Regions from separate parts of the Anser cygnoides genome. Here region 1 is linked to region 2. Evidence: chromatin contacts called from public Hi-C data. All regions are on one chromosome and are shown on one strand. The core of a region is the stretch at or near the end of the contact, and the rest is flanking DNA. Distances in the headings are between cores, read along the strand shown. Region 1 holds the start of ARFGAP2 (ADP ribosylation factor GTPase activating protein 2). Region 2 holds the start of CHRM4 (cholinergic receptor muscarinic 4).

Region 1 (3,102 bases), core at 224-2,723, 450 kb after region 2:
TGGGCAGCTCGACTATTGTACTTAGCATTGGCATCTGTTGTCGTGCAGCCATGCTGACGGAAGAAAGCAGTCTGAAAAGAGAACAACATTCAGTCTCCTGGCTACCAGCTCATACTCAGGCAAGCATTAGACATGACGCAAACACAACAGGAAGACGAAGATTCCCAAAGACAGAGGATATAATTCTGAGCACAGAGTATGAACCCCACGGCAGTGAGGTTGGTACCCAGAAAGCTACAAAGGAAAGGGACAAGGAATGGAGGATGTGGCTTAGCAAAACAGAAAGCAAGCGAAACGCCTACAAAGGCTCCTTACCGCGTTGGCATTGCTGCCGACTTGCATGCACCTCAGCTGGAACCAGTTCCAGTTAGAATCCAGCTCTGTGGACCTGAACGAGAACAAGTTACTCCTATTAATAATAGGCAGGCGTGCCAAACGCAAAAGCATGCTCTGAGCTCGAACTGTCAGATATCCCACTTCTATCCCAGCAGAGTATGGGTGGCAAAGGGGGAAGAACATCTCGGTAACTTCTTCACTCCCATAGGGAATCGATTTGAACTTTTAAAGCGAGCAATAAAGTCAGTTTCAGCTTCGCAAGTAACGCAGCATTCACATTTAGAAGGCGCCTCACTAGCACGGCTTGTTGAGAGGGTGGGGCGCGAAGCAGGACGGCACGACCCACAGCTTTCCTTCCGCGTCTGATCTCACTGCGACACGAAAGGGTCACGTTCAGCCCCGGGACCGGGGCAGGACACATGACGCAACACGCGAGAAAACCACCAAGCGAGGCAAAGCGGCGGGACGCCTCTCCTACCGGCACCCAACTTACCCGAGCGCCCACAGACGGCGGCTCTGTCACCCACAGAGCTTTGCCGAGCCCTGACAGTGGGAACCCAGAACCATTCCCCCAGCGGGCTAGCACAGAAAAACCAAACCTAAATTCCTTTTTGCCTTACAAGCAGGACTTGTGCTCGCCTTTACTGCCGGGACCGGCGCCCTCAGCCCCCGCAGGGGTCCGCGCGGCGCCCCCGGGGCTGGAGACCCCCCCGGGGACGCCCCCCGGTGCCGGTGGCCGCCACGCACCTGATGAAGCTGAGGTGCACGCCCAGGGCGCGGTGCGCGCCGGAGCAGTCGATGCAGAGGAAGACGCCGTAGGTGACGCTGGCCCAGCTCGGGTTCTTGGCGCCGCAGTCGAAGCAGGACTAGAGCGGGGGGGAGGCAGCGGTCGGCGGGGGGCCGGCGGCTCCCTCCCCGTCCCCGTCCCCGTCCCCGTGCCCTCCCCGCCGGGGAGCGGCCGCCCGCCGCCGCCCGTTACCTTGTTGGCCGGCGCCGCCCGCAGCCGCCTGAAGAAGGCCTGGATCTCCGCCCGGCCCGGCTCCGCCGCCATCGTCTCTCCTTCCCACACGCCACCGCAGCCGCGGGCGGCGCTACGGGAGCCGGCCGGGCCCCGACGGGCCGCGGGGAGAGGCCCGGCCTCTGAGGGGGGTGGTCCGGCCTCCGCCCCCCGCCCGCCCTCGGGGGGCTCGGCGGCAGCACGGGGCGGTCACACATGACGGGGGTTGTGCCTCGGGGCTCCTGGCACCGAGCCCCTTAGGGCTACGGCAGGGGAGGAGGCACCGCGGGGCGACAGGGGGTTGAAGTGCGGCGGTGTCAGGGTGTCACTGAGGTGGAAGGCACCGGTGTTTTGTCACCTCCAGGAGGACACTGCTCTGTCACGCCAAATTATTGCTTAAAAAAAAAAAAGTAAATGTGCTGGCGTCTGGGTAAGGCGACTTTCAGTTTAAATTTAAAGGCTTTCCTTTCACTTGTTTCCCTTTTTTCCACAAGCGGACTGTAGAATTAACTGCCATGGGAACCTATCATACATGATCTTAGCAGGATCCATAACATCTCAGGACATACAGATACAATCAAGAACCGAATTGTGGGGCAAAAGACCCTAAAAACCACAGGGTCTAGCAGAGGAATTAGGCCTAGCACTCGGAATCAGCAGAGGCCTCACTGCACACCCAGCCGAGACCCAATCTAGGAGGCAGGTTGCCCCTACAGTAAGAGGAGAAGCTTCTGGTGACACATCTGATCTGAGCTTCCCCAAGATAAGTCCCTGAGGTGGGAGGTGAGGCCTGCCCAGCCCAGCGTGGCACATTCCTGGCTGCACCCTGCCTCACAGCGCTCTTACGCTGCTACCTTGGTGGTTTCTGCATGCCCATTTCTGGGTTACTCAAGCAGCGCTGGGGAACCACTTCAGGTAAAAGTAACTGATAGCTTTTTGTCACGGCTATTTTTAAACCAGCTGAGCTCCCCGATCCCATTCATGGTGCAGCTGTCTGAACACATACCAGGAGAGCCAGCGTTGAGTGCAGCAAGGGCTGGCTGTGCCCTAGCAAAAGGGGAGCTGAGAGGAGCTCCCGGTAGGGCTGCACCTTCAGCAGCCCTGGCACATCCCCACAATACCTGAGCCCAGCAAGCAGGGCAGGCCCAGGGTAGCAGCCAAGAGTTGAGATTGCCAGGTAAGCCCCTGGCAGTGAGGTAGGCCTGTGGTCAAGCTAGGAAGACAATTCACAGCTCAGGATGAGGTCTAGCAATTACCAGCCAGGTCCATGGTGGCAAGGTGAAGTGAGCTACAGGACAGGCTCTAGCTCAGCAGGGTCTAGATAGCACAGCCAGACTCCAACATTTCTCCAGCTTGGGTCAAGCAGGAGGCAATACCCCTGGGCTGAGCTTAAATGGATGCCCACACCCACCCACCTGCCCACCCCTGGGCAGGGGCTGTGGGTAAATGCTCCAGGTGGGGCTGCTCAGGGCAATTAAGACCTGTTAGTGCTGTTAGCGTCCTGGCAGCTGAAGGCAGACCGAGGGACAGGAGATGGAGTGTACAGTGGCTTGGTGGAGGCTGTAGAAGCTGTATCTTGCTGTGGAGAGGAGCATTTGCTGAAAGCCAGTTCAAGCGATGAGCATATATTGGGAGTGGTGGTGTTCTGCTGGCCTGAGCAGTGTCAGCCTGAGTTGCTTGCTCCTGCCCCATCTGTTGTGTGCTGCTGCTCCCCTCCTCTGCCGGCTTTATTCTGACAGGGCCTGTGCTTGGCCGTGTGGTGGAGATGC
Region 2 (3,213 bases), core at 409-2,908:
CGTGTCCCAGCACATCGGGGGAAGAGGGGCTCCAAAGCCAAGGTGTGCTGGGCACCTCTCTCACTACGTTCATCCCTGCTTCTGGCTGTGTTTTGCTGGGGAGATGTCTGTCATTTCCGTTAAAAGAAAACAACAACAACAACAAACACGACCATGACAAGAGCCGGTATCAATAGGATCCTCTTGGGGATAGTTTAGAGAGAAAAACCATACTTCTTCTGCAAACTCAGAGTAATTGGATCGCAGCATTAATTAATCATTTCGGTTCATTTCTCTTCGATGAAAGAAAGCAGACTGACCTGTGGCGACGGGCATGCCCCTCTTGTGGAGGAACAAACCTCTTTTGCTGAAAGCCTTCCTGCATCTCCAGCCCACCCTGCCCGCCAGCCTCCAGCCCAGCCAAGCGTGCACCGGGGACGTGTCCCTATTTCTTAGCCTGTCCGTGAGGGTGAAGCCAGCCGCTCAGCTCCCCTGGGAGCATGTCCTGGGGTGCGTAAAGGCACCTAGCCCGGGCTATGGGCGCTCCGAGCACACGAGGCCGGGCATTAGGAAGCAGGCAGCAGTGCCCCGAGGTGGTGACAGCTCCACGCGTCCCGCTGCTACCTGTGATTTCAGCGCGAGCATTGCCACCCGTGATGTTTCACCGGAGGCCTGGGCCCTGGCTCCCTGGCATCTCGTGTGTTTCGCTAGCGCCAGGCTCAAGGAGCCGGGTGCCAGCCCCTGCTCACCCTGCCAGCAGCGCGGGGGAACCCGGCCGCTCTCCGAGGTCACCCCGGGTGCCCGGGGCGAAGCGGGGAGCCTCCGTGTGCTGACACCCACAGCCCAGCTCCTTGGCCGGCAGGGCACGGAGGCACGACGGCTATTTCCCAGCCGGGGAAGTGCCCCTCCAGCCCCGGTGTCTGCAAGGACCGGACGGCAAACGTGGCCGCGGCGCAGTCGGAGGGGCTTAAAGAAGGAGAGAGGAGAAGCCGGCGCTGCTTTGATTTGAAGGAGTGCCAAGAACCGTCCCCCTGGTTTGAAGCCAAAGCCATGATTTTGGGAAGGAGAAGGGTGGGGCTGCGCGACCCCCGCCCGTGGGCCCCGGGCAGCCGGGATGTCACCGGGATAGGGACAGGGGGGCAGCCGCGGATGGGGAGGAAGGGGGCGAGAGCTGCCCCTCGCTGCTGCGGGACGGGACGGGACGGGGGGAACGGGACGGGACGGGACGGGACAGGGGGGACGGGACGGGACGGGACGGCCAGCGGGGCGTGCAGAGGGGCAGGGGGCTGCCTGCCCGGGGAAAGTTGGCAGAGAGACCCCCCCCCCCGCCCCCAGCTCCCCCCGGTGTGCGACATCCCCGGGGGTGCGCGCCTCGGGAGCACGCCCCCCCCCACCCCCCCACCTCCTCCCGGCGCCCCCCGGCCCGGGGGTGCCCCCGGCCCCCCGCCACTCACCGGGCAGCCCCCAGGGCGCGCCGCCGCCCGCCGCCGAGCGGTTGTCAGCGGCCATGCCGCAGCGCCGAGCACGCCGCCGCCCCGTCGGGGGCTCCGGTGCTCATGGCCCCGGCCGGCTCCTCCCGGCTCCCGGCTCCCGGCGGCGCCGTGCGGAGGGCGGGGAGGGGCGTGGGGAGGAGGAGGAGGAGGAGGGGGAGGACCCGGCTCTGCCGGCTCGGCCCGGTGCCCCCCCCTCCCCACCCCCAAAAGTGCCTCCCCCCCCCCCCCCCACCCCAACCCAGCATCGCCACCGCCACCACGTCGGGGGGAGGCTTGGAGAGGGGGGGGGACCACGGCGTCACGGTGCCGCGGCCAATCCCCGCGCCGCTGCCTCCCTCCCAAAATAAAATAAATAATTAAAAGAAGCGGGTGCCCCCCTTTTTTAACCCCCCCCCCCCCCCCTCCGCAGCAGCCCCGGCAGCACCGCGGACAGCGCCCGAGGCTCGCCCCGGCCGGGCCGACGCCGCCCGGAGCCCCCCGGGGCCGGCGGAGCCCCGCCGGGTGCTCACGGCCAAATCCCCCCCAGCTCCTGCCCCGGCCCCTCTCACGGCTCCCGCACCCGGAGAGCGGCCTCTGATGGCAGTGCGCCCCCCCCGGGGCCGGGAGATGTGCCCCTCCGCTGGGGTTTGGCCTCTCAAACCCAAATGCTGACCCCCCCCCCCCCCCCAAATGCTGTAAAGAAAACTGCTGCGCCCCGGGCGGACTCATCCGAGCGAGGAAATGTCTGCCTCAAAGACAATCTGATTGCACCGGGGTTGGGTTGTTTGATTGGGCTCTTGTTTGAAACTACAACTCCCCGTGGGTAGACAAAAGAGTGTAATGAACAGCAAGAAGCCTTCTTCCAAAGCTGATCCGGCACGGAGATAAAAACGTGCAACCAAATTAAGTACAAAAGTTTTCAACTTTTAGCTCTTCTCCCAGCGCTGTTCTCTCTCACTAGGCAGAAGAAGTGGAGCCTCCGAAGGCCCAGGCTCGGGTTCTGGTTAGAAGTCGCGTTTGCTGCTCTCTCCTCGGAACACTCGCATGTCCCTGCCTCACCCGTTTCTTTCCATCCTCTGTTTTTGGATGGCTTCTCCTTTTTTTTTCTTTTTCTTGGCCGTGCCCCGAGCTTCGCTCTGCCTGACAGCCCATCAGCAATCCCCGCTCTCCCACTACCGGTTCGGGAGCCTCCACCGGGCTCTGCCGCAAATCGTGCCCTCGGCCCAAGCCACCACATCTGCCTAGAGGCGGGCAAAATCCCCTCTCTCCCCCTGTACAGATGCTCTCAGACACACTCACAAGTTCTTGCTCCCCATCCTTCCACTGAGGCCCTCCCTTGCCCCTCACGGATCCTCTCATACTCCCGGCTGCCTCCCGCAGCGCAGCGCGAGCCCAGCCCCTGCCCTGCAGCAGCCCCGCTCCTGTGAACCCGGCAGACCCATCCTGACATCTTTAATATTCATAAAAGTCAACCCCAGTCTAAAGAAAACGTGGCTGATGATGAAAGTATTTACATTGCAAATCGCTTTTAATAACCCTCCAGTAGTCAGCTTGCTGATAAATGCTAATCTGTCTATCAGCCCCCCCCAAAAAATATAATAATAATAAAATAAAAATAAAAAAGAACCCGAAATGGAGAGGCAGAGAGCTGGGAAGCAGACAGTGACAGTGAGGGGGCCTCAGCCCCAGGCATCCCTGACCAACTGTGAACTCCTGCTCCTTCTGCAGGTGCAGGATCAGACACAACATCTCCATGTTACAC

The links. Hi-C and Micro-C count contacts between places; a contact is called where the count stands out from the background.
Region 1: a contact with region 2 is called in a Hi-C map of liver, with 4 times the contacts expected there. The contact joins the promoter of ARFGAP2 here to the promoter of CHRM4 in region 2. A contact is called at or near these places in 2 of 7 Hi-C or Micro-C datasets (both in liver).

The regions. Positions count from the first base shown.
Region 1 is chr5:34,857,615-34,860,716 of Taihu_goose_T2T_genome, forward strand. ARFGAP2 (ADP ribosylation factor GTPase activating protein 2) reads right to left here and starts at 1,474. Exons shown (of 18, transcript XM_048065286.2): 1 at 1,316-1,474; 2 at 1,084-1,202; 3 at 316-388; 4 at 1-71. The coding sequence starts at 1,387. The region is part of intron 9 of CSTPP1 (centriolar satellite-associated tubulin polyglutamylase complex regulator 1); the gene reads left to right.
Region 2 is chr5:34,409,492-34,412,704 of Taihu_goose_T2T_genome, forward strand. CHRM4 (cholinergic receptor muscarinic 4) reads right to left here and starts at 1,659. Exons shown (of 3, transcript XM_066997844.1): 1 at 1,434-1,659. The coding sequence starts at 1,488.